Regions from separate parts of the Mus musculus genome. Here regions 2, 3, 4 and 5 are each linked to region 1. A link is a contact called in public HiChIP or PLAC-seq, Micro-C and promoter capture Hi-C data. All regions are on one chromosome and are shown on one strand. Each heading gives the region's core, a stretch centred on a gene start, on an enhancer-like site or on the middle of the called end of the contact. The rest is flanking DNA. Distances are from core to core; before and after follow the strand shown.

Region 1 (4,359 bases), core at 913-3,412:
GAATGTTCACCCGAGAAGCCAGTCTTTGCACTAGCAATTTGATGACTCCCTGGTGCCCGTGAATAGCTGCAAGGTGCAGTGGGGTATAGCCACAACTGGACCTCACATTTACATCTAGTGCAATGCCCGCCTTCTGGGCTCCAGAGACCAAATCCTGAAGGGCACACAGGTCACCATGCTTTGCTATCCAGTGCAAGGCTGTGTACCCAGTCAGGAAGTCTCTGTGCAAAGCCAGCTGGGGGTCCTCCCAGAACAAAGTCAGCACGTGAAGCCAGGAACCACTGGCAAGCCTCACAATCCACTCATGCTCCCTGGTGTCTAGAGGGACAAGGGGGGACCTGTGCTCAGAAGGTCTGTGGGGTATCAAGGCTGCAGATCCATCCCTGCTTGGGATCCATGAAGAGTGTGGCTGACTGGCCACAGCATTAGCATCTGCCAATTTCTGTACCAAAACAGCATCCACCCTTGGGCTGGGCAGGGCTCCTGCCTTGGAAGGTTTCCTGGACCGAGGTGGGCGCCGACTCCTTTTCCACAAGTCCTCATCAGGATGCTCCTCGTCTGAGGAAGAAGGAGATTTGGTTCTTCCTGTTCGAGAGCTCCTCCTGACAGACCTTCGGAACTTGAGGGCAGGGAAGGGCTCTTGGGGGTGGTCTCCAAGGCTTTTAGCCACTGTTGGGACCTTCCGAAAACTGGGCGCATTCCCTCTATATCCGAGGTCCCGCCGGATCAGGCAAGGGCTGTCGTTTGGTGGCAAAAACAGATCCTCAACTGGATCCCTGAGCTCCCCCCAGGAGGAAGTTCTCAAGACAGGTTGCAGCCCCTCTTCGGGGGTTCCGGGAGATTCTTTGGGTCCACTGCTGCTCTCCTCACTTCCATGGCTCTCTTGCTCCACAAAGTCATTCAGATCCTGGAGGGACAGCTGACAACGAATGCTTCGAAAGACGGTAGATGGAGCGTTCCCTGGCCAGGATTCTGAGGACTCATCGAGAACCACGGGAAGGAGAGAATGAAAAGACAGAGCGGGCTCTGGCAGCGCCGAGCTGGTCTCCGAGACCCCAAAGGCGGTTTCTGAAGGTAGCTGGAGGAAGTTGTCTGGCAACACCGACCAGGCGCGAGTGGGCGCCTGGATCTCGGGCTCAGGCACCTGCAGGTATCTGGCTACCCACTCTTGAGTGCGCTGGTGCTGTTGCTGCAGCTGCTGGGTTGAATGGTTCGGGGAGCCGGCGGTAAACAGCTCCAGTGGCTCTCTGGAGGGCGCCGGGTGGGGCGGGAGAGCAGGCGGGGACGTCGGGCTGCCAGCAGCCTCGACGGCGGTCGGAGGCCAGACAGGCGGTACAGATCCAGGCGCGTGCTCGGCGGCCTCTCCTTCCCTCAGCCACCCCGGAGCTCCGAGGTCATCCCGGGCAGGTGCAGCGCGCTCCGGCTTCTCGCAGGCGACTGCAGGGTCTCCGAGATCTTCTGGCAGCGGCTGTCCGGTGGACTGTCCCCAGCCGTTCTGCTGGCACTCCCAGCAGCAGCGTCCTCGCGTCCCCACAGCCGCACACCTGCCTCTGGCTTGAGCAGCCTCTGGCTCCGGTGTCCTCTGGTTCGGGCTGTCCTCCGGGCTGGGGTCTGGCCCGGCCACCTTCTGCGCGCTGCCACCTACGTCCACCTGGGTCCCCGCACCTGCCGGCGGCTTCTGCGGCTCCGGGTCACGGCGGCGGTGGCCCCGCGGCTTTCCATCTACAGGGCCCGGTCGCTGCAGGCCCTCCTCCCCCAGTAGGTCCCTGTACCTCCTCTTGAGCACCACGTACTTGGTGCCGTCGGGGTCCTGGCGCACTGCGGCCACCGAGTTCACGAAGCCCTTGAAGCGCTCGCGACGCTCCTGCAGCTGGCCTGGAGACACGTGAGGGTCGCGCAGGAAGCTCTTGAAGTGGCTCAGCAGCTCTGCGTTACGCACTCGGCCCCCGGCCTGGCACAGAAAGTCCAGCAGTGCCTCCTGGCTCAGCTCTCCGGCCATCGCTGCTGGGTCCTTAGTCCCTGGGGCGGCTGCGTCTCGAGCTCCCAGCGCACTTCCCCTTCGACCGAAACCCAGGCCTGGAGAGTGTCACCTGCGCCCAGGGTGGCGCCACCCGCCTCCATCAGCCGCGGAGGCCGGCGCCGCCCGCATCCCCAGGGCGCTCCAGGAGGGCCGAGGGTCCCTAGGGGCGGGTGCCCAGGCAGAGTCCCCGCGCGCAACCCTGGTGGCAGGGGGCGGCTCCTGGGCCGCCCCTGAACGACGCTGGCCTGTCGCAGCGAGTCCCCGCAGCGAAAGTTCCCGGGATAGGTCGGAGTCGGTTTCACCTGCGCTCTGGCTACGCCTCCTCCTGGGCTCTGGGGGAAGGGCTCAGCCCGCCTCCAGTACCTCCGCCTTCTGAAGTATCCCCCAACCCCCGCCACCCGTCCGGGGTGAGTCAGGCTGGTCACAGTCGCGGGCAGCGTGGGAGGTGAGGCCGAGGGCGAACTGAGCCGGAGGGGAACAGCTCTCCCGGGCGCGCAGCTACCCCGAGGCCTGGGAGATGTCAGGCAGGTAGGCGACTGGCTGTCCCTCAGAGTGCCCGCCAGGCTAGAAACTAAAGCAGAGGGAGGTCGACTAGGTCCCTCTCTCCCCGCGGCACGAGTTACAGCTAGAGTCTTCACGGGTCAGGGTCCAATAGATTGGCTCCCCGCTGTTTCTCTTTATTAGCTCGGTCTGGGGAGGGGCTCGGGGTTCCCAATTGCAGAATCCGGCGGGATCCGGAAAAAAAAAACCCACCGAGATCCAAACCAAATCTCTTTTAGTTTGTCGATAACAAGATACTGAGAAGGCGGCTCCCAGGACATTCTCTTCAAGGAGTTCAGACACACCTGCCTAAGTCTGTACTGAGAGCGAAATCACTCTGAAAGCTACAGACGAAGGTTGGGTTTTGCCTTTCATTTTCCGGCATCATTGTCTTATATTACAATGCTCAGTGCCAGAGGTGTTGGGGGAGGATTCGCTATCAGAGAGGTCATTTCCTAGGAAGCCAAAATCCAGAGGAATTATCTCCTTAGCTAAGGTATTTGATACCCAGAGTTATTTTTTTTTAATTTAGTCTAAGATTTGTGAAGAGAAGAGATTCGCTCCATCTGTTTCATGTTGACTTCTTTGTGAAGTCTTTGCTTTGAGAATGCAAGTTTTCCTCCACACATTTAAAATGTTGAAATCGCGACGAGGATTTGATTCCACCCCAGGAAAGGGGACGCTAGACTCTCTTGGTCTGTTGAAGGGCTGCTGAGTCCACCCTGATTCAAGTTTTTCTTTAGCCCCCTTTGAAGAGGGAAGAGTTAAGCCACAGCAGCACACTTCATCCATAAAGCCCTACATTTCTGTCTGGTCTGGGTGACTCTCTTTCTTCTTTATCTTGAGTTGATTTGCATACTGTCAACAGTACCTATCTCTTGTAGCCTCAAGCCCCTTTGTCTTCTGCACAGCCTCGTTGCAGCCTTCCCTCCCCACCTTCCCTAACAGCCACCCCAAATGTCTGTGTCTCTGCAGCCTCCCATGACTGCCACGTTTCTAGCGATAAATTCTCTATTTTCTCCTCTCCTTTTACTTCACTTTACAGTTCCAGATTTTTCACTAAGAATATCTCGAGTATGTTGGTCCTGCAACTGTCAACAATGTTTTGGTATGGTCACCCTCCATCCCCCTACCCCAGCATTGGGGGATCAAACTCAGGTACTCATTTGTGCTAGGCAAGCCCTCTGTCACTGCCACTGATCAGTTGACAGTCTGTCAGATAGGCCACACCAGCAGTGTTTCATTTAAATCCCAACAGAACCCTGGTACTTTTCCATGAAGGACTTGGACTCCTTGGCTTTAAATTATCTAGGTCAGAAAGAAGGACTGTTTCTGTCTATTTGGGGCAGTTTCTAGAATTGAAACCTAGTAGTGGGTTGGCATGGAGGAGCTGTTCCCACTCCATATAACTTTGACGCCTTAAAGTAGTTATTGAAACAAATGTTTTTATATGAAACTTCAGCTCGTGCTTGTATTTATTTACTGGTGTTGAGTCTCTCAGTGAGATTCACAAGTGTGGGAGGCAGAGTCCAAATGGAAACCTCAGATGGGCAAGTCAGGAGAATCCCTCTTTGGTGCCTTGCACAAGTACATATGTTGAGTTGTACAAGTGACCAAGAGGCAGAATGGGACCGTGACTTGCTGTACTTTAAGAGGAGAGAAAGGGGAGGGACCGATGCCAAAGGTTTTGACACCATTCACCTTCAATTAAGGGTTGAATTACTAGGTCTACAATTGTTTTGATGTGTGGATACCCAAGTGGTTTGGTGTCCTCTTGCTTGTCCTAGGGTAAGGGGATG
Region 2 (3,942 bases), core at 1,029-3,528, 180 kb after region 1:
TGTGTATGGCCAAGTTGTGGGAAGCTAATAAAAAAGGGTGACACAAGCAAGAGGCAGAACCAGTAAAAACCAGCTCTCCCTGAGGCCAGAAAGAGCGAAGGTAGGGAGAGCTATTAAACCAGCAAAGAACGGTGGCCACAGCCCACAGCTGCCTGATGAGCCACTGAGCCACCAAGCCACCGTAGCTCTCAGCAAAGGAAAGCAGCCATTGTCAAGCAATATCCTGGTTGAACAAGAGATGGAAGGAAAAGTCTTCCATTCTTGCCCTGCCCTCCCATCTCTTTCTGGCTAAGTCTCTTGCTTGAACCCAACCCAAAGAGGGCAGGGGATTCAAGTGTTGTAGTTGGTGGAGATGGGACTTTCAGGCAGTAGAGGACCAGGGCAGAGAGTTTGAGGAAACAACCTGTGATGAGTTCCCTTCAGAATTCCCCAAGAACACCTTCATGCACAGCTGCCGGCTCTGCTTCGAATTGCATCCAGGGTCTAATGCCTCCCTCGATACCTGCTTGGGCGAAGCTATGATTTCTCACATGGAAAAATTCGTTACTTCCTCCCCTGTAGTCCCCGTCTATCGGGATGCTTAAAAATGTCTGTGATCTCCTAAAATGTATTACTTGTTTATATTATTGGTTTTTTATAAAAAAGATTTATATATTTTATTGATATGAGTACACTCTTGCTGTCTTCAGACACACTAGAAGAGGGCATTAGATCCTATGACAGATGGCTGTGAGCCACCATGTGGTTGCTGGGAATTGACCTCAGGATCTCTGGAAGAGCAGTCGGTGCTCTTAGCCATTGAGCCATTTCTCCAGCCCCTGTATTATTGTTATAGAATATATTCCTCCATTTCCATCACTCTCCACTGGAATGTAAATTTTTTGAAATGACAAACTTTCTTTTTTCAAAGTGTAAAAAAATTCTTGAACCTTGTAGGTACTCAATACATATCAGATTAATTTTTAATGTGATTTGGTTGGATTCAAAGACCATTACATGACTTAGATTTGTGTAGTATGTGTGATGATTTGTTTATAAAAATGTATTTGTACATATAAAAATTCTGAATGTATTTTTTAATTTAATTGAAAGGGATTGCCGCTGAAGACTGGGGTAATTAAAATTGACAGTTATCTATTGCTCTTGTAGTAGCATAAAAATAAAGGTCTCATTTTAAAGTACTAACTGGTGTCAACCAGTTCTTTTAATTTACCGTGACAGTTCCCTGACATCTTTTGGTTCCCTACCCCTTTTCTCACAATAGTTTTTCCAACCCTCCTTCATTCTTGTTAAGAATTTGTGCTGGGCCTGGCAGTAGTAATACTGGCCTTTAATCCCATCACTCAGAAGTCAGAGGCAGACAGATCTCTGTGGATTTGAGTCCAGCCTGGTCTACAGAGTGAGATCTAGAACAGCCAGGGCAAACACAGAGAAACCCTGTCTTGAAAACAAAACCCATCCATCTCAAAAATATTAACTCAGAATTGCTCCTGTCTAAAAGAAATGCAGGGACAAAGAGTGGAGCAGAGATTGAAGGAAAGGCCATCCAGAAACTGCCCCACCTGGGGATCCATTCCATCTGCAGCCACCAAACCCAGATACTATTGTTGATGCCAAGAAGTGCTTGCTGATAGGAGCCTGATATAACTGTCTCCTGAGAAGCTCTGCCAGAGCCTGACAAATAAAGATGCAGATGCTCGAAGCTAAACATCTGACTGAGCTTGGGGACCCTAATGGAGAAGTAAGGGCAAGGACTATATATGAAGGGGTTTGCATCCCCATAGGAAGACCAACAGTATCAACTAACCAGACCATCCAGAGCTCCTAGGGACTAAACCACCAACCAAAGAGGGACCCATAGCTCTAGCTGCGCATGTAGCAGAGGATGGCCTTATCTGGCATCAGTAGGAGGGGAGGTCCTTGGTCCTGTGGAGGCTCAATGCCCCAGTGTAGGGGAATGCTAGAGGTGGGAGTAGAGGGATGGATGGGGGAGCACCCTCATAGAAGTAGGGGGAAGGGATGGGATAGGGGGCTTGCAGAGGGGAAACTGGGAAGGGGGGGGACAACATTTGAAATGTAAAGAAATAAAATAACCAACAAAACAGAACAAAGCAGAAACAAGAGCTCGTGCTCGATGTTCTGTCTCACTAATCTGTTTTGCTCTGAGCAAGCAGTTTGAACCATACTAATCACAACTCTGGCATTGAGACTTCTAAGTGGAGTCAGCCAAGAGCCACAGCTAAAAATCCAGAGCAGAGTGAAATGGATTATCCCTTCTGTTACCAGTTTCCTGCAGATTCCTTCTCTCTTTACCTTGCGGCCACAGCTCTTGCCTTCCTCACAGTTTTCTCTGCGTGTCAGTAATTAATTCCTTCTGTACTCCATCAAGGCTAGGGATGATAATAGCTACTCGAGATTGCTAACCCCGGCCTGGCATAGCATTCTTATTTATAAACTCATCCAAACGCTGCTCAAACTCAGCGTTCCGTGTCTGCTCTGTCAGGAGCCCAACAAAGCCAACACTGAACGCCATCTTCTATCCACTCTCCGCAGATGTTCTCTCCTCTCTCTCTAGTTCTGCCGAGGCTGTCCATTGGCTGTGCATCACCATGGTGCTGACAGTGGTCCTTAGAGTGGCTCACATCTCCATCTCTCAAGAGAAGATGACATAGCTTGCCCGCAGCAGTAGCGTGGGCATCCATCCCTGCCTTGCTCTTCTTCTAGAGATGTCTCTCCTTCAAGAGCAACTCGACTTCTCCCACTCTGCGCTCTGAAGTTCTCAAGCTTTGTTTTAAATCCTGTGGTAAAAACATTTTAAAGAAGACTTTGCAATTGTTGCTACTTTATTATTTTTATTCAGATAATTTCAAATGTGTTTGCCCTAATGTGTTAAATGCCAGCCTCCCCCGGCCCCCCGATATTCAATGCTTTCCATAGATTTCCAACTGTTCCCTTAATCTCATGATGTCAGCTCATTTTTTCTCCACCTGGATTTTTCTGCAATTATCTGTGCTTTTGCCCACTGAGTCCTACAGTCTCTTAAACTCACATAGTTGTTTTGCCTTTTTAAAGGCAGATTCTCCTGTAGTCAACGATTCTCTTAAATGCCAGATCCTCCAGCCTCTGCCTATCTAGGTTTGCAGGCTTAATCCACTACATCTGGCTTTGAAGGTGTTTTTAGACTTGTTGTTGCTTGGTGTGAGGGTGTGGTGTGGTGTGGCTGTGGTGTGCTGTGGCTGTGGTGTGCTGTGGTACATGCCTGTGAGTGTGCTGGTAGGTCTCCCTGAGCAGGACATCTATGCTTTCCTCAATCACCCTCAGCCTTGTTGCCTTGAGACCGGATCTAACTCTACCCATTTTTCTGCTGGGCTGCCTGACAAACAAGCTCTTAGGTCCACCTGTCTTTACCCAGAATGCTGGGGTTACAGGTATACATGGTAACTCTAGGGTTTTATATGGGTGTGAGGAATTAAAATACTGGTCCCAATGCTTGCAGAACAATGTTCTTGCCTATAGGCACAATGTTTTTGTACACTTTACACTGTGTAAAGGTTATCCTTATGTTATTCAAATGCTGGTTTCTCTGCCCTTGTATGTTGTTTCAATATAGATATGACATTTGCTTAGGTCAAGAGTCTCCTGTCTAAAAGAAAAAGAAAAAGAAAAAGAAAGAAAAAGAGAGAGAGAGAGAGAGAGAGAGAGAGAAAGAAAGAAAGAAAGAACAAAAGAAAGAAAGAAAGAAAGAAAGAAAGAAAGAAAGAAAGAAAGAAAGAAAGAAAGAAAGAAAAGAAAATCTCATGGCTGGGCAGAAGAGAAAACATGGTGGGACTTCCACCAGCCAGGGGAAGGAGAGGGGGGAGAGAGAAAGAGACAGAGGAGACAGAGACAGAGAGAGATTTAGTTTGGTCATGAGGAGGAAGAGAGTTCTTAAAGAGTGCAGCT
Region 3 (4,001 bases), core at 573-3,072, 250 kb after region 1:
ATGTTGGGTAGCAGCATTGCTGTAGAACATACAACAGTTATTTTCATTTGAAACATGGATATAAAAATATATCACTAGTAAAAATTGGGTTAGTTCTAGCTCTGTATACTCTAATGAGGCACACACATTCTGCAGTTCAGTAAGATAAAATAAATAGGATTATACATCTGCATCTGTAACACTCCCCAGCCTCATCTAAAAGAGAATTGGACAAATACACACTTCAATTTCCAATGGGCAGAGCCCAGGAAGTATTTTTCTATTGTGTCGGGCAGGATTACCATCAACCTGCTCCCTTGGCTGCTGTGTTCTATGCCAGCAAGCCTAGGATCTGGTTGCTGTCCGAGTGCACTGTGGACTCCTAGAATTAGTCAAGCTCAGACCTGGTTAAGGAAACTGGAGCTAGAACTATTATATGTGTAAAGCATATTTCTCCTCCTTCCTTTCTCCAGTTTTTGGTGGAGTTAAAAAAAAAAGATGGGGGTGGGGTGGGGGAGATGGCTAGATTAGTATTTTGAAGCAGTTTGCCTTGGCCTGAAGCCATGGAATAAAAACTTGTGTGGGTTTTCCTCATGTCTTGGTGCTTCCATCCCTAAGATAACTTCCAGGGCAAGCACATCCTTCGAAGCTGACTGTTTTGGAGGCCCCAGCAGTACTTTGGATTCTGCCAAATGGGGGTTTGGTTCTATCTCTGCCTCTTGCCAGCATTATTTTCTCTGTTGCTGTGATAAAAGATCCTGATAAAAGCCACTTAAAGAAGGATTTATTTGACTCACAGTCTGAGGGTCCAGTGCATCATGGGAAGCCTCAGCTGAAGGAACTTGAGACAGCTGGCTACATTGCACTCACAGTTGTGAAACTGTGATGGTTGCTAGGGCTCAGTCCTCTGGTTTTCATTCAGTCCAGGACTCCAGCTCTTGGAATGGTGTCACCCAGTTTTAGACCTCTCCTCTTAACCTAATGAGGGTAATCACTCCCTCAGTGATTCTAGATGCTATCTTGTTGACTGTATTAACCATTACAATGGGAAACCTCATCACTTTGAACCAGAGTTTTCTCATTTCCAACAAAAGGCTGTCAACCCATTAACACAGGTGAAGAGGCAGCTAAGGGATCGGAAAGAAGGCATTCAGAGGGTGGCAACTTTGAATATTTAAGCAGCAAATTGAAGATGGAATAGTCAAATTAGGAGCCCAAGCCAAGTTTGTGCCTTGTGTAAGCCATCTACTTAGCCTGGGAAGCTGTGGAACCTTCAAGAACATTGCCTCAGGCTTCTCCTAGTGCCCTGACCTTTGACCATAAAGAGTGATGACTAAATGTGGAATGTGGGCTGGTTCCTCTCCTCTAAGGCTTGTCTAATATGTTGTTCTGAGCTGGCCTCTCTGGTCTTTAAGCTTCCTATCTAGAAAACGAACTGGAAAATCCTGGGATAGCCGAGATGGGAGTGGGCTTCTCTCATTTCTGTGGAGCTGTGATGTGATGTTAGGTATAAAGTTCTCACTGGCCCTTGGTCCGCAGAGGCAAGTGCAATCACTCCTGGCAGGCACTCGGGAGTCTGGTATAGTTCCAGGCTTGTTTCTAAACCACTGCTCACACAGCACTCTCTGTAGAGCTGACCTTCAACCCTCTGGTTTAACCGTTGGGATTTTTTTTTTTAATTTTCCCTTTCATTTTCTTTTTCTTTTCTGATAACAGAAATTGCAGTGCCATTCGGTCTGCCAAGAGGAAGAATTCCAGAACCAGCTTGCTTGGGTTTAGACTCTGTCACCTTGAGAGCCCATTATTCATCCTCTGTGACTCTGACTCTTCAGGTGGAGCCCGGGGACTAATGAACTGGATTGTTTGCGTTGAGTCAGGATGTGTACGGCACATGGATAATAACAAGAGCTCTGTTTGTTCTGTGAGCTGTTCAATAACCACATGCCTCACCACAGTCCTATGAGTAAGCCCTATTTTTACCCCCATTTTATAGATGAGGAAACTGAAGCTTAGACAGGCTACATAGCCAGTAGGTAATAGAGACCAGAATAAAACCCAGATTTTTGTTTGTTTTTTTTTTCTCCTCTTATGCATGTCATGTTCTTAACCCCTGCTTACAGGATCTCCTGTAGTGGGTGGTTTTAAAATTGGTTATTAACTTTATTTTGAACACATACCTCTTCACTTTTATGTGTGTGTGTGTGTGTGTGTGTGTGTGTGTGTGTGTGTGTGTGTGTGTGCCAATCCTGTGGGTGCCACCTGGCTTCCAAAGAAGACCCCCTTTCCATGGGCACAGGCAGGTGAAAACTCAGGAGGGAAGTGAGGCTGGAGTCAAGAGTTATTTCCAGAGAGCACCAGTGGCATCACAAGAACAGACCAGATCCCCCTACACCCAGGCTTCGGTGCTGGTGCTGGGCTGAGCTCCAGCTGGCCTCTCGCCTCTGCTCCTTACTCCAGGTTGAGACTCATGCAGCTTCACTTGCAGCTTTGGGAACTTTTGCTCTAATTAATCCTAAGAGTGGACCTGCAGTTGGTGGCGGGTGTTTCTTTCCTTTTCTAGTTTTTTTTTTTGTCCCCCCTCTTTCCCCAGACAAGGTTTCTCAATGTAGCCTTGGTTGTTCTGGAACTCCACCTGTAGACCAGGCTGGCCTTGAACTCAAAGATCTGCCTTCTAAGAGCCTGAATTGAAGGCTTGTGCCACCTCGACACCACTGCCTGATCAGGAGGTGACATTTTTAAAGGCAGTTAGACAGACACATATGGCTTCAGGGACAGTGACAAGTCCATACTTCCTTTACCAGTTATCCCTAAACCTTCACATCTGATCACACCAGGATCATTCACAAACCCGAGACATACTATGAACTAAACTCTTATTTTCATCTCCTCAGGTTTTCCATTTCGAGGCTATCCTGTTTTGGAACTCCAACCAGGCACCGTACCCCATTTATTTAGTCAACATGTCTCCTTAGGCTGTGTTAATCACGTCCCTGTTGCTGTAATGAAACTACCATGACCCAAGCAACTTGGGAAGGAAATACTTTGTTTGATTTATGCCTCCACCTTACTGTTTATGATGGAAGGAAATCAGGGCAGAAACCTGGAGGCAGGAGCTACCGTGGAGACCATAGAGGAGTGCTGCTTCCTGGCTTGCTCCCCATGGCTTGCTCAGCCAGCTTTATTTTAGAACCCAGGACTATCTGCCCAGCGTTAGCCCCACCCACAATGGAGGGACCCCTTCCCCATCGACTACTAATTAAGAATGCCCTACCCCCTGCCTACAGCCCAATCTTACAGAGACATTTTCTGAACTGAGGATCCCTCCTCTCTGATGACTCTAGCTTGAGTCAACTTGATATAAGTAGGCAGCACAGCACAGTTTCATTTGCTCTGCCTTTCTTTATTGTTCATGACCTCAATTCTTTTTTGATCCAGAGTCTCTCTGCAACTTAGTCTGGTTTTGAGCTTGTGGTCTTCCTACCTAAGCTTCCTCAGTGCTGAGATTACAGGGTGTGCCACTGCACCCAAGTTTGAAAGGCCTTCATTGAAGAGAGCTGTTTAGGAGCTTGTCCACTGTTGGCCTATTTGGTTATGTCTGGTGATTTCCTCGTGATTGGTTACAAAAGCATGCATACCATAGGGTGAGGTATTCTCACTATGCTAAATCAGGGAGAATGTAACAACAGATCTGTCACTAGTGTAGCTGACCTGGGTCACCTGGCTAATGTGTTTGCTGGGTTTCTTCACTGTAAGGTTGTTTCCGCCCCTCCCCCCTTTTATTATGTTTTACTGTGAGTCACTAGACCTGTATATACTGAATGGGAGAGGAATTAAATTTTTCCTCCTGGAGGGGGAAATACATTCATGTATTATTTTAAAGTCCTCTGTTATCTATTTTCTTGTTAACTAGATTCTTTCTTTTAAAGCACATTTTAAACTTGATTTTTATTTTATATGTATGTGTATGGGTGTTTTTTCTTGCCTATATGTCTGGGCACCATGTGTGTATGTATACCTTGTGC
Region 4 (4,483 bases), core at 1,983-4,482, 150 kb before region 1:
GAACTGACAACCCTAAGGTCACATAGAAAGGGCTGCATCCAGGGCTCGAATTGTCTGTGCCGTTCCTGGAGTCTACACTCTGAGCCGGCTCTGCTGGAACGTGATTGTCCCTTGGTGGCTAAGGCCTAAGGCCAAAGTCAGTGAGCCCAGCACATCCTGTTTAGCCTGTCCCCCAAATGCAGCAGCGGGACTTCTACAACTGGCACGCCATGACTCTGGGACAAAGGTTTTAGTGATTTCCCCTAGCCTACGACAGACCATCTAAATCCCGCTGATGCCTGTAAGGCCATCACTGTCCACCAGCTGCCTCTCTGAATCCATTAGCTGCATCTTGCCCTTTCCCTAGTTACTTACACCACCCCATTGGCCCAAGCTGTGTGATGCTCTGGCCCTTCAGACTTGTCTCTGAAACCCTGCTTCCCTCCTCTTGCTCATCCCTTAGGTCCTCGCATCAGCCCGGTGGAGACTTCCCTGACACAAGCTTTGTCTCCCACCTACTTCCAGCGCACAGAACTGAGAGGCAACGTTATCACAGCTATGTTTTTGAACTGGTAGATACCAGATGTACTGGGGAAGCCCTTTGATGATTTGCCGGGTACAAATCATGAGCTATTGACAGAGCAGGAGAGAGATAAAAAACTGAGCAGTTTGCGCTGGGAGATCTCATTTTATGGAAGGAGACAGAAACTTATTAGCAGCTAGCTTGGGGTCTCATCTAGTCTCTAGCAGTTGTGTTGAAAGGAGCCTGGACAACGTCCAGATGTCTGTGTCTTTCTCCCTCTCACCCCTTACCGTGTTTGTATATGTGTGTGAGTATGTGTTGGAGGGAGAGTGTGAGGGTATATCTCTGGTCTCTGGGTTGCAGTCTTCCCAGTGTTGACATCTAAGCATGCTGCCAACTGGGATAGTGGTGTCTGTCCCCACCTCCTATTGACCAGGCCTTGCCCGTTTAGCTTCTGCAGACACTTTTGTACCTGTTCTAAGTCACTGGGCAGCAGGGTTGGTGGAAAGGACAACCTCTCTTCAGGCCAAGCGCCCCAGGAGTGTATTTCTTTGATGAGTCCACCAGAGCCTCCAGCCAGGACCTGGAACGCTGCTAATGTCCCTCTGGCCCCCGAGGCTCTCCCTACCCTTCTAACGTTAGTTCTAAAGAGTTGTAATTTTTTAATTTTTTTTAAAGATTTATTTATTTATTATATATAAGTCCACTTCAGCTGTCATTAGACACCGAATAAGGCATCAGATCTCATTACAGATAGTTGTAAGCCACCATGTGGTTGCTGGGATTTGAACTTGGGACTTTTAGAAGGTTAGTCAGTGCTCTTAACTGCTGAGCTATCTCTGCAGTCCCAAAAGTTGTAATTTTTGTTGTGGGAGAAAAAATGGCTCTGACCAGAGCAATGGTTCTTAACTTTCTTAATGAAGTGACTCTTTAATACAGTTCCTCATGTTGTGGTGAACCCCCAATCATAAAATTATTTATTTGCGGGCTGGAGAGATGACTCAGTGGTTAAGAGCACTGACTGCTCTTCCAGAGGTCCTGAGTTCAATGCTCAGCAACCACATGGTGGCTCACAACTACCTGTAATGGGATCTGATGCCCTCTTCTGGTGTGTCTGAAGATAGCTACAGTGAACTCATATACATAAAATAAATAAATAAATAAATCTTAAAAAATTATTTATTTGCATTGCTACTTCATAACTGTAATTTTGCTACTATTATGAATTATAATATAAATATTGGATATGCAGGATATTCAATAGGCAAAAAAAAAAAAAAAAAAAAGCCTGCAAAAGGGGCATTTGATCCTCAAAGGGTCATGACCCACAGGTTTCTTTTATAACTTCTATGGATTGTGATGGTTCATCTGTGCCTTGTCAGTGAATGGTACTAGCTGGGAGGGAGGGGGCTACCAGGAATTCAATAGAATTAAAGGAACAACTGATACCTCACTAGCTCTCCTTCCTTAAACATACCTAGTCAATGATTACCCAATATAATCTTCATCATAACCTTTCATGGGAGCAGTAATTAGTCTCATTTTATAGAGGAAAAGCTGAACTTTGGTGAGATCCATTTACCGTGCCTTCAGCAGGCCAACTATTGAAGCTGTGAAACGGACTCTTCGTTCTTATCCGCTCAACTTGCTTAACTGGAGGTGGGGGTGGTGGGGGGAGGGACATGACTGAGACCCATCTTCCTTTCCTTCCATCCACATGGTTTCAGCTGTGGAGGCCAACCTGGCCTCATTTTGAAAGCCTCAGGCTTGGATTATGGAACCTGTCCCAACACCCACATCTTTGAAAAACTCTTTTCAGAAATCAGAGTTTGCCATTGAGCAGAGAGCCATCTAATAGCCCAGGGCTGGCTCCAAGGCCAGTTACAAAGTAGCGTGTACTTTGGAGGTTGGATACTGAATGGAAGTAGCCAGGGAGAAAGAAAGAATGAGGACAAAATGTGACAATTCCTCATCTTAAGCTATTTCAAAACTTCCTAAATTATATTCTGTCAACTAAAATAGAAGTAGAAATGAAGTTGGAGTATTTAACTCATTCTAGAACTTGACTGTCAAATTATTTTAGGCACCAAAGTCAGTTTCTTGGGTCTAGAAGTGTGTACTGTGGTTGGTGACACAAATGGTAAGTAAGCATATGTGAGCTGCAACCACATTGCTGACAGCTGTTAATCAGCTACTGTCATTCTATTGGAATTGTTTGCTTTCTAGACTTGCCAGCCAGGATGCTGGGGAACGAATATAGCCCCCAAAACTTTGGAATTCCACACAAAGACACCAGATAACAAATATGTATTTAAGCTATGCACGTCAGTAAAGTTTGGAGGTCTTAGGCTGTGATTATGTCTGTTTGTCCATTTGTCGTGTGGGTGCCTGCACTTTTATACCACCTTTAAAATAGGTAAATCCTTTTGAGATAGGATTTCATGTATCCTAGGCTGGCCTCAAATGTGTACTATAGTTGAAGACCTTGAGTTTCTGATTGTACTTCTCCACCTCCCAGGGGCTGTGGTTGTAGAAGTGGTACCACAGTGGATGCAGGGATTAAATATCTAACTTCATGCTTGCTAGCCAGGCAAGCACTCTCCCAACTGAACTGCATCCCCAGGTTGCTTTCAGTTTCTAAGATAAACTTCAAATCTTTGAGCCAAGGCAGCCCAGAAAGAATGTTGTCGATTCTTGTCTCCTTAGTTACTGGGGATGCTGACCCCGGACGACTGTTACTTATTAACAACCTTCATAATGTTGACAATGACCTGTCATTTCTATGAGGACAAGGACCATCCTTACCTAAAACTGTTTCTTCCAGTTTACATCATCCCCCTCCTCCATTAGTGATGGTTTGTTCTTTCCTCCCCGTGCTCCTGTTTAAATCAGTATGGGTTTTACACAGGGTCCCAGCTCTGCTCCAGCGAAACAAGCTTGCTGTGGGGGACCAGGCAGTGGCAGTAAGTGTTTGTTGCTGCCCCAGTAATCAATGAACCTTGCCTACCTAGTCCTCTCCCTGTCTTTTCTTAGGGTTCTGACCTCTACAAGAGCCTGCATAGCTTTCTGGGTAACAGCCAGGGTTACATAAAGGCCTTTATGTGGGCCCTTGTTTCCTGGGCTCCAAAGAACAGAACACCTGGAGGTGCCTTTGTAAACAGGATTTAGCTGGCTAGGGTTGAAGATGCCTTAAGTAAGGAGGGAGAATTAAGGGAGGGGTGGGCTCAGCTGCTTTCAGTGTGAGCATTATTTAAGGGAAGGGGGCCGTGCCAGCAGCACTGGGGGGAGGGGAGAGAACAAAGTGGCTCTTGGAAGTTGTAAAATATGATTGTTTCCCCCTTTACAGTCCAACCTAGAAAACAAGGCATCTCTTAGACTCCGAGTGGCCTTCGGCGAGTGGCCTTGCTTTAAGCTTCCATTTTGACATTTTATTCACTGGAAAAAGTTGTCTGGTTTTCACATTTTGTTGTCTCTTAAAAAAAATTTTAAAAAGTATTTATGAGAGTGACGGTTTTACCAAAAGTTGTATCATGCTCCCCTAAAACTTGAGCACTGTTTCAGAAAGTAGCATTATCGTTCATCTTTCTAAAAATTCCTCCATGAAGCAGTAAGTTTGTAGTTTGGAATCTTCCTCGGGTTTATGCTTGCTGATATTAATTCTTAGTTTCTAGAGTATTCAACAGATATGGATTTTTTTTTCTAAAGTGTAAATATTCAAAACAGCATGCAGATGAATCAAGGAATTTATCATACTGCTGTAGGAAGAGAAGGGTCCTATTGTGTGTGTGTGTGTGTGTGTGTGTGTGTGTGTAAAAAGCATGCTTAAATATATTTCTTATATAATAACTTTGTTTGGAAAAAAGTCACACTGAGTTCTTAAGAACTAATGACAGCCTATTTATAAGTAAAATTTAGCCTAATATTTTAAAGGTATAACATATATATTATAAAAGTATTGGGGCTGGTGAGATGGCTCAGTGG
Region 5 (4,426 bases), core at 366-2,865, 200 kb before region 1:
TTCCTGTCAATACAGATGGCTTCTTTCATAGTCTCAGCAAAATTAACAACTAGTAACTTAAAATTTATTATTTTTTAAAATTTTCTGTGTATGAGTGTTCTGCCTGCATGTATATATGCGCACCTTGTTCATGCTTGGGGCTCATGGAGGACAGGAGAGGTCTTTGGGTCCCCTAAAACTTTAATTACAGACAATTGGGTGCTGAGAATTAAACTTGGATCCTCTGGAATAGAAGCAAGTGTTTGTGATCACTGAGCCATTTCTCCAGCCCTGCCACTAGTAACATGAACATTAAAATGATAGTTAATGTCTCCTCTGTTGTCTGAATTAATTTTTATCAGGTTATCTAATAATATTGCTTATAATAAGTTCCCCTCCTCTTCCTCCTCCTCCTCTTCCTCCTCCTCTTCCTCCTCCTCCTCTTCCACCTCCTCCTAGTACAGACAGAATTGAGTCCCAGGCCAAGTATCGCATTTAGTAATCATCTTTTTAGCCTTTGTTTAGTGACACCCTTTCTTAAACAAGAGTCATTTTTAAAGAATTGTCCTTTGTTTCTACAGACACCGGGAACAGGTCTTAATTTAACTTTCTGACCTACATAGTTTTGTATCATTTGTTTTTGCCATAAAAGGGATCAGACCTAAAGCCGTGTGAGTGGCAAGCAGGCTTTCCTGAGCTATGCACCCTCCCTCACCCCTCACCTCCCCGAGTGTTATCACTTCAAACAGGGTCTCACTAACTTACCCAGACTTCTCTAGCCTTAAATTTGCAATCCTCTTACCTCAGCCTCCTGGCCTGGATTCCAGGCGTGTACTTCCGTGGCCTGCTCTCTGTATCATATTTGAAAAATCATTTATTTTGTTGAGTTTTCTAACCCTGAGCATGGTGCTACATGCCTGTGCCTGGTCCTTGGACCCGGGCTGTGAGGTTTCTTTCTGTCAACCCATCTAGTCTCAAGGTTACACACTTCCCACAGAGAGGTTCGGTAAAGCCATTGACCAAACCTCCTCACATCACGATGAAAGTTGTAAACAAACATTTGTTTATTCCTAAAATCTTCAAAGTTACCAAATAACCCCATGATCATAAAGAAGTATAAAAACAGGAGTTTGGTATAAAAATGGGACTTTGGTAGGAACATCAGAATTCACACTGTTGAAGAATGCATGATAAGGCTAGAGACTATCTCAAGAAACCAATGATGTGATCATTTTGGGAGAGAGACAGGAAACTGGATGAGGGCAGGATGGAGAAGACAGGATAGATGCAGTGGGCTTTAAAGTACAAGAGGAAGTAGAGGATATGGTTCAGAGACTGAATATACCTAACATGGAAATCAACCCCCAGCACCTAAAACAACCAAAAAACCAAACCCAAACAACAGCAAACCCAGTAAAAGGTGTTTGATCACTACGAAGGCTCATGCAGCATGTTTAATACCCCAGTGACTTGTGGAATTGTTTGGTGACCTGGTCATCGTGTTTGGTAATGTGATGGTTTGGGGGTGGGCTCTGTTGGTGAGGGCATCCATTGGGCAGATGGAACCCAGAGCTGAGCTGGGAAAGCATTTCTTTCCTAGAGCCTCTTTGTGAGTTTGGTCTTCCTTCCCTTGGGCGTAGCTGTGTGGAATGAGCTCATCTGTTATGATAATGGTTCCCCAGACTGGGCTCACTCCCACATCTCCCTGGAGCCAAATCTTTTACTTGAATGTCAACAAAATGGCAGCTCTCAGCAAGGGAACATTCTTGATTCCTGAGATGGGGAACGGAGCCAGGCACTTGTCCGTTTGTTTTCAGATGGACTGCTTCTTATGTTGTAAATATTTAACCATTCACCATAGACTTCTTACCGGAGTTTCTGTTTGGTTTTCTGTTAATTCCATTTCTCATAGGCAGATAAAAAAAGGCTCTCACTTTCCAGAAACCTTTTTGGAAGCAAAAATTTATTATCTTTGAGAGAATTTGATAATTTGATTTGGGGGAGAATGAGAGAGAGAGAAAGACAGACAGACAGAGACAGATGGCAAAGACACAGGGAAAGAGACAGAGAGACACAGAAAGAGACAGACAGACAAAGATACACAGGGAAAGAGACAGAGATAGACAGGCAGAGAGAGAAAGACAGACAGACAGAAAGAGAGAGAGATAGACAAAGACACAGGGAAAGAAAGAGACAGAGACAGACAGGCAGAGAGACAGATGGATAGACAGACAGACAAACAGATGGACAGACAGAGATATAGAAAAAGAGAGACAAAGAGATCTGGAAGGCATGTTTTTCCATTGATCGGGTAAAGTGAACTCACCCAGTGTACGTGAAGGTAAAATAGAAGGTAATGATATTTGTAAAGAAATAATACGATTGCCATGAGCATCCTTATTGTTCCCTTCCTGTCTTTGTCTCAGTTGCTGATGGTGATGGCTAAAACCACCAAGTTTTTGTTTTGGTTTGGTTTGGTTTGGTTTTTTTCCTGCTCAATTTCAGACCTTCTACTCAAAGAACCTACATAAAGTTTGTGGTTTTGAGAGTCTAGAGAAGGGCCATTAGCCACCAAAGCTACTGGGGAAGGCCGGAGTGATCTTATCTCTCTAAGCAAAACGACTTCCAGTAGCTTCCTGCCGCCAGGAAGTCCGCAGTCCGCAGTTCCGCAGTCCGTAGTTCGAGGGGTTCTGAAAGCCTCTCATGGTGCTTGCACTTTGAAAGAAACTTCAAGAACACATTAGGCATAGACTTTAACTCCCCTCTGTTTGCTGTCTCAGTGATATATTTGTTTATTTTAGGGCAAAGGGCCCATATAGCACCTAGTTTGTGCTTTTGGTTTAATTTATGATGCTTATGTTTGAGATAGTTGGTTCTTTTTTTTGGGGGGGGGGTGTTAATTTCTTCTTGCTTCTCCCTTCTCCACCCCCCACCCCAAAGATCTCAGGTTATATCAAGTCCGTGGACAGCAAAGCAAGAAAGCCCCTGAAGACTGCTTGTTTCGAATGTCTGATGGTACTTGGATCACAATCAGCCTCTAAGTTCAGAGAGTGCAGGGTCTAACTGGAAACACTACCTTACAGAGCCAGCCTGTCTGCCAGGGCCTGGCACAGTTTACAAAATTGCTTCCTGGCTTCTCAGCCAACCCCAGAAAAGCCAAGGAAGGTACTCTGGTTTTAGCTTAAGAGTCCAGAATGAACCAGACAATCAGAACGGCTACCTGACCCCAGACCTGGCTCTTTGAGGAGTTAGAATATTTTTTTTTTTTTTTGGTTTGTTTTTACCCATCTTAATGCACTTATTGCCTCTAGGAAGGAGATATTTTCGGTAAGTTATTATTCATGGAGAATGCCCAAAGCATCCCTCTTCCCCATTGACTGGTAAATGTGATGGGGGCTTTTTCCCTTCTTGATGGCTGTGTCGAGACAACCCTCTTCTGCCTTTCCAGGTTAGCCTCCAGTCTCTACACAGAAGTGTTTTCAGCAGTGTAAGCGACAACCGTGCAGTTACAAGGGTACTCTGATAATCTGAAAGGAGGCATCCAGCAAGCTCTGAGTCGTCTACATCTCCTTTCTAAAGCAATGCATGAAGAGAAGTTAGGTACAGTTCCTAAGAAAACTTGTGCCCATCCTACATTTAGCTAATTTCAAATGATCTACACAGTGCTTGTGTTTTTTGGTTTTTTTTTTTTTTAGATAATCTTTGTAGTTGAGAGAAATTCATATTTTAAGAGTTTACCCTTCACACCCCCCATTTTCTGGCTAAGATTGACTGTAAAAGAGTTACCCAGGATTTAAAACCCATGAATGAAATGACCATAAAACCTTCACATCACCCCCTCTATCTCTCATTAAAATGCCAGGATGAGAAATGGCCGCAGGCATGCCCTGCCTTTGGTCAGGCGTTCCAGCTTCCCCCCCATCCCACCCCCCTGCACTTCTGGCCTCTCCTCGGGGCCACTTGCTGTGATCAGTGCCTTGTGCTTGCTGATGGAGGTTTTCTTTTGGAATAGGTGCCTGCCCTTGGTCTTGTGGCTTTGACACTGAAGCACTGTTGTCTGTGAAAGACAGTATATTATAGCTCCCGGTGCCCCCTCTGCTCCAGCCTCTTCATTCTTGGAAGGTTTCTGTGTTTCCTGGGAGATGAAGCATGTGCGGTGCTTGCTCCGGCCTTAGTGATTTCAGAAGGCCCTCGGGCCTGTTTTGTTGTTCAGGTTTCTAAGGGTGGGTGAGGGGCATGAGAATTGCCAGCCCGGGCAGTTACCACTCACTGTCAAAACCAGTGCCATGTGACTCTCTCCTCGGTCACATTTTCCTGAACACTGGTTTTTGAGGTAGTTTTTAAAATCAGGCTTCACGCACTAAACAGGATTCACGACGAACATGAATAATTTGTCACTATCTGAACCTCTATAAAGGGTCTATGCCAAGCATGCCAGGGCTGCCTC

What was found. Promoter capture Hi-C pulls out the DNA fragments that hold promoters and counts their contacts. Hi-C and Micro-C count contacts between places; a contact is called where the count stands out from the background. HiChIP or PLAC-seq counts read pairs in DNA pulled down with a chosen protein or histone mark.
Region 2: a promoter capture Hi-C map of liver shows a contact between it and region 1. The contact joins the enhancer-like site here to the promoter of Sowahb in region 1. A contact is called at or near these places in 6 of 39 promoter capture datasets (the C10 cell line, cranial neural crest, embryonic stem cells and 3 more), 1 of 484 Hi-C or Micro-C datasets (cerebellum) and 2 of 115 datasets of contacts at active chromatin or transcription factors (hepatocytes and pancreatic cancer cells).
Region 3: a contact with region 1 is called in an HNF4G HiChIP or PLAC-seq map of pancreatic cancer cells. The contact joins the enhancer-like site here to the promoter of Sowahb in region 1. A contact is called at or near these places in 9 of 39 promoter capture datasets (the C10 cell line, the HPC-7 cell line, HPC-7-derived erythroid cells and 5 more), 1 of 484 Hi-C or Micro-C datasets (liver) and 2 of 115 datasets of contacts at active chromatin or transcription factors (intestinal villus epithelium and pancreatic cancer cells).
Region 4: a promoter capture Hi-C map of cranial neural crest shows a contact between it and region 1. The contact joins the enhancer-like site here to the promoter of Sowahb in region 1. A contact is called at or near these places in 6 of 39 promoter capture datasets (cranial neural crest, embryonic stem cells, frontonasal cranial neural crest and 2 more), 1 of 484 Hi-C or Micro-C datasets (embryonic stem cells), 1 of 115 datasets of contacts at active chromatin or transcription factors (pancreatic cancer cells) and 1 of 9 other capture datasets (adipose tissue).
Region 5: a Micro-C map of embryonic stem cells shows a contact between it and region 1, with 1.8 times the contacts expected there. The contact joins the enhancer-like site here to the promoter of Sowahb in region 1. A contact is called at or near these places in 2 of 39 promoter capture datasets (cranial neural crest and embryonic stem cells), 2 of 484 Hi-C or Micro-C datasets (cortical neurons and embryonic stem cells) and 1 of 9 other capture datasets (adipose tissue).

What each region holds. Positions count from the first base shown.
Region 1 is chr5:93,042,860-93,047,218 of GRCm38.p6, forward strand. It overlaps Sowahb (sosondowah ankyrin repeat domain family member B), which reads right to left and starts at 2,163. Exons shown (of 1, transcript NM_175270.4): 1 at 1-2,163. The coding sequence starts at 1,999.
Region 2 is chr5:93,222,938-93,226,879 of GRCm38.p6, forward strand. All of the region lies in intron 1 of Gm42116 (a long non-coding RNA gene), which reads left to right. Among named protein-coding and RNA genes, the nearest start is that of Gm42116, 3.3 kb to the left of the region's middle. Within about 2 kb of position 2,279, at least 6 of the 459 cell types and tissues checked have an H3K27ac peak or open chromatin away from gene starts, as enhancers often do.
Region 3 is chr5:93,295,104-93,299,104 of GRCm38.p6, forward strand. No RefSeq gene overlaps it. Among named protein-coding and RNA genes, the nearest start is that of Ccng2, 30 kb to the left of the region's middle. Within about 2 kb of position 1,823, at least 83 of the 459 cell types and tissues checked have an H3K27ac peak or open chromatin away from gene starts, as enhancers often do. A contact at or near this core is called in intestinal villus epithelium, liver and pancreatic cancer cells, where this site is marked.
Region 4 is chr5:92,890,264-92,894,746 of GRCm38.p6, forward strand. The region is part of intron 2 of Shroom3 (shroom family member 3); the gene reads left to right. Among named protein-coding and RNA genes, the nearest start is that of Mir1961, 100 kb to the left of the region's middle. Within about 2 kb of position 3,233, at least 19 of the 459 cell types and tissues checked have an H3K27ac peak or open chromatin away from gene starts, as enhancers often do. A contact at or near this core is called in embryonic stem cells, where this site is marked.
Region 5 is chr5:92,840,001-92,844,426 of GRCm38.p6, forward strand. All of the region lies in intron 2 of Shroom3 (shroom family member 3), which reads left to right. Among named protein-coding and RNA genes, the nearest start is that of Mir1961, 54 kb to the left of the region's middle. Within about 2 kb of position 1,616, at least 44 of the 459 cell types and tissues checked have an H3K27ac peak or open chromatin away from gene starts, as enhancers often do. A contact at or near this core is called in adipose tissue and embryonic stem cells, where this site is marked.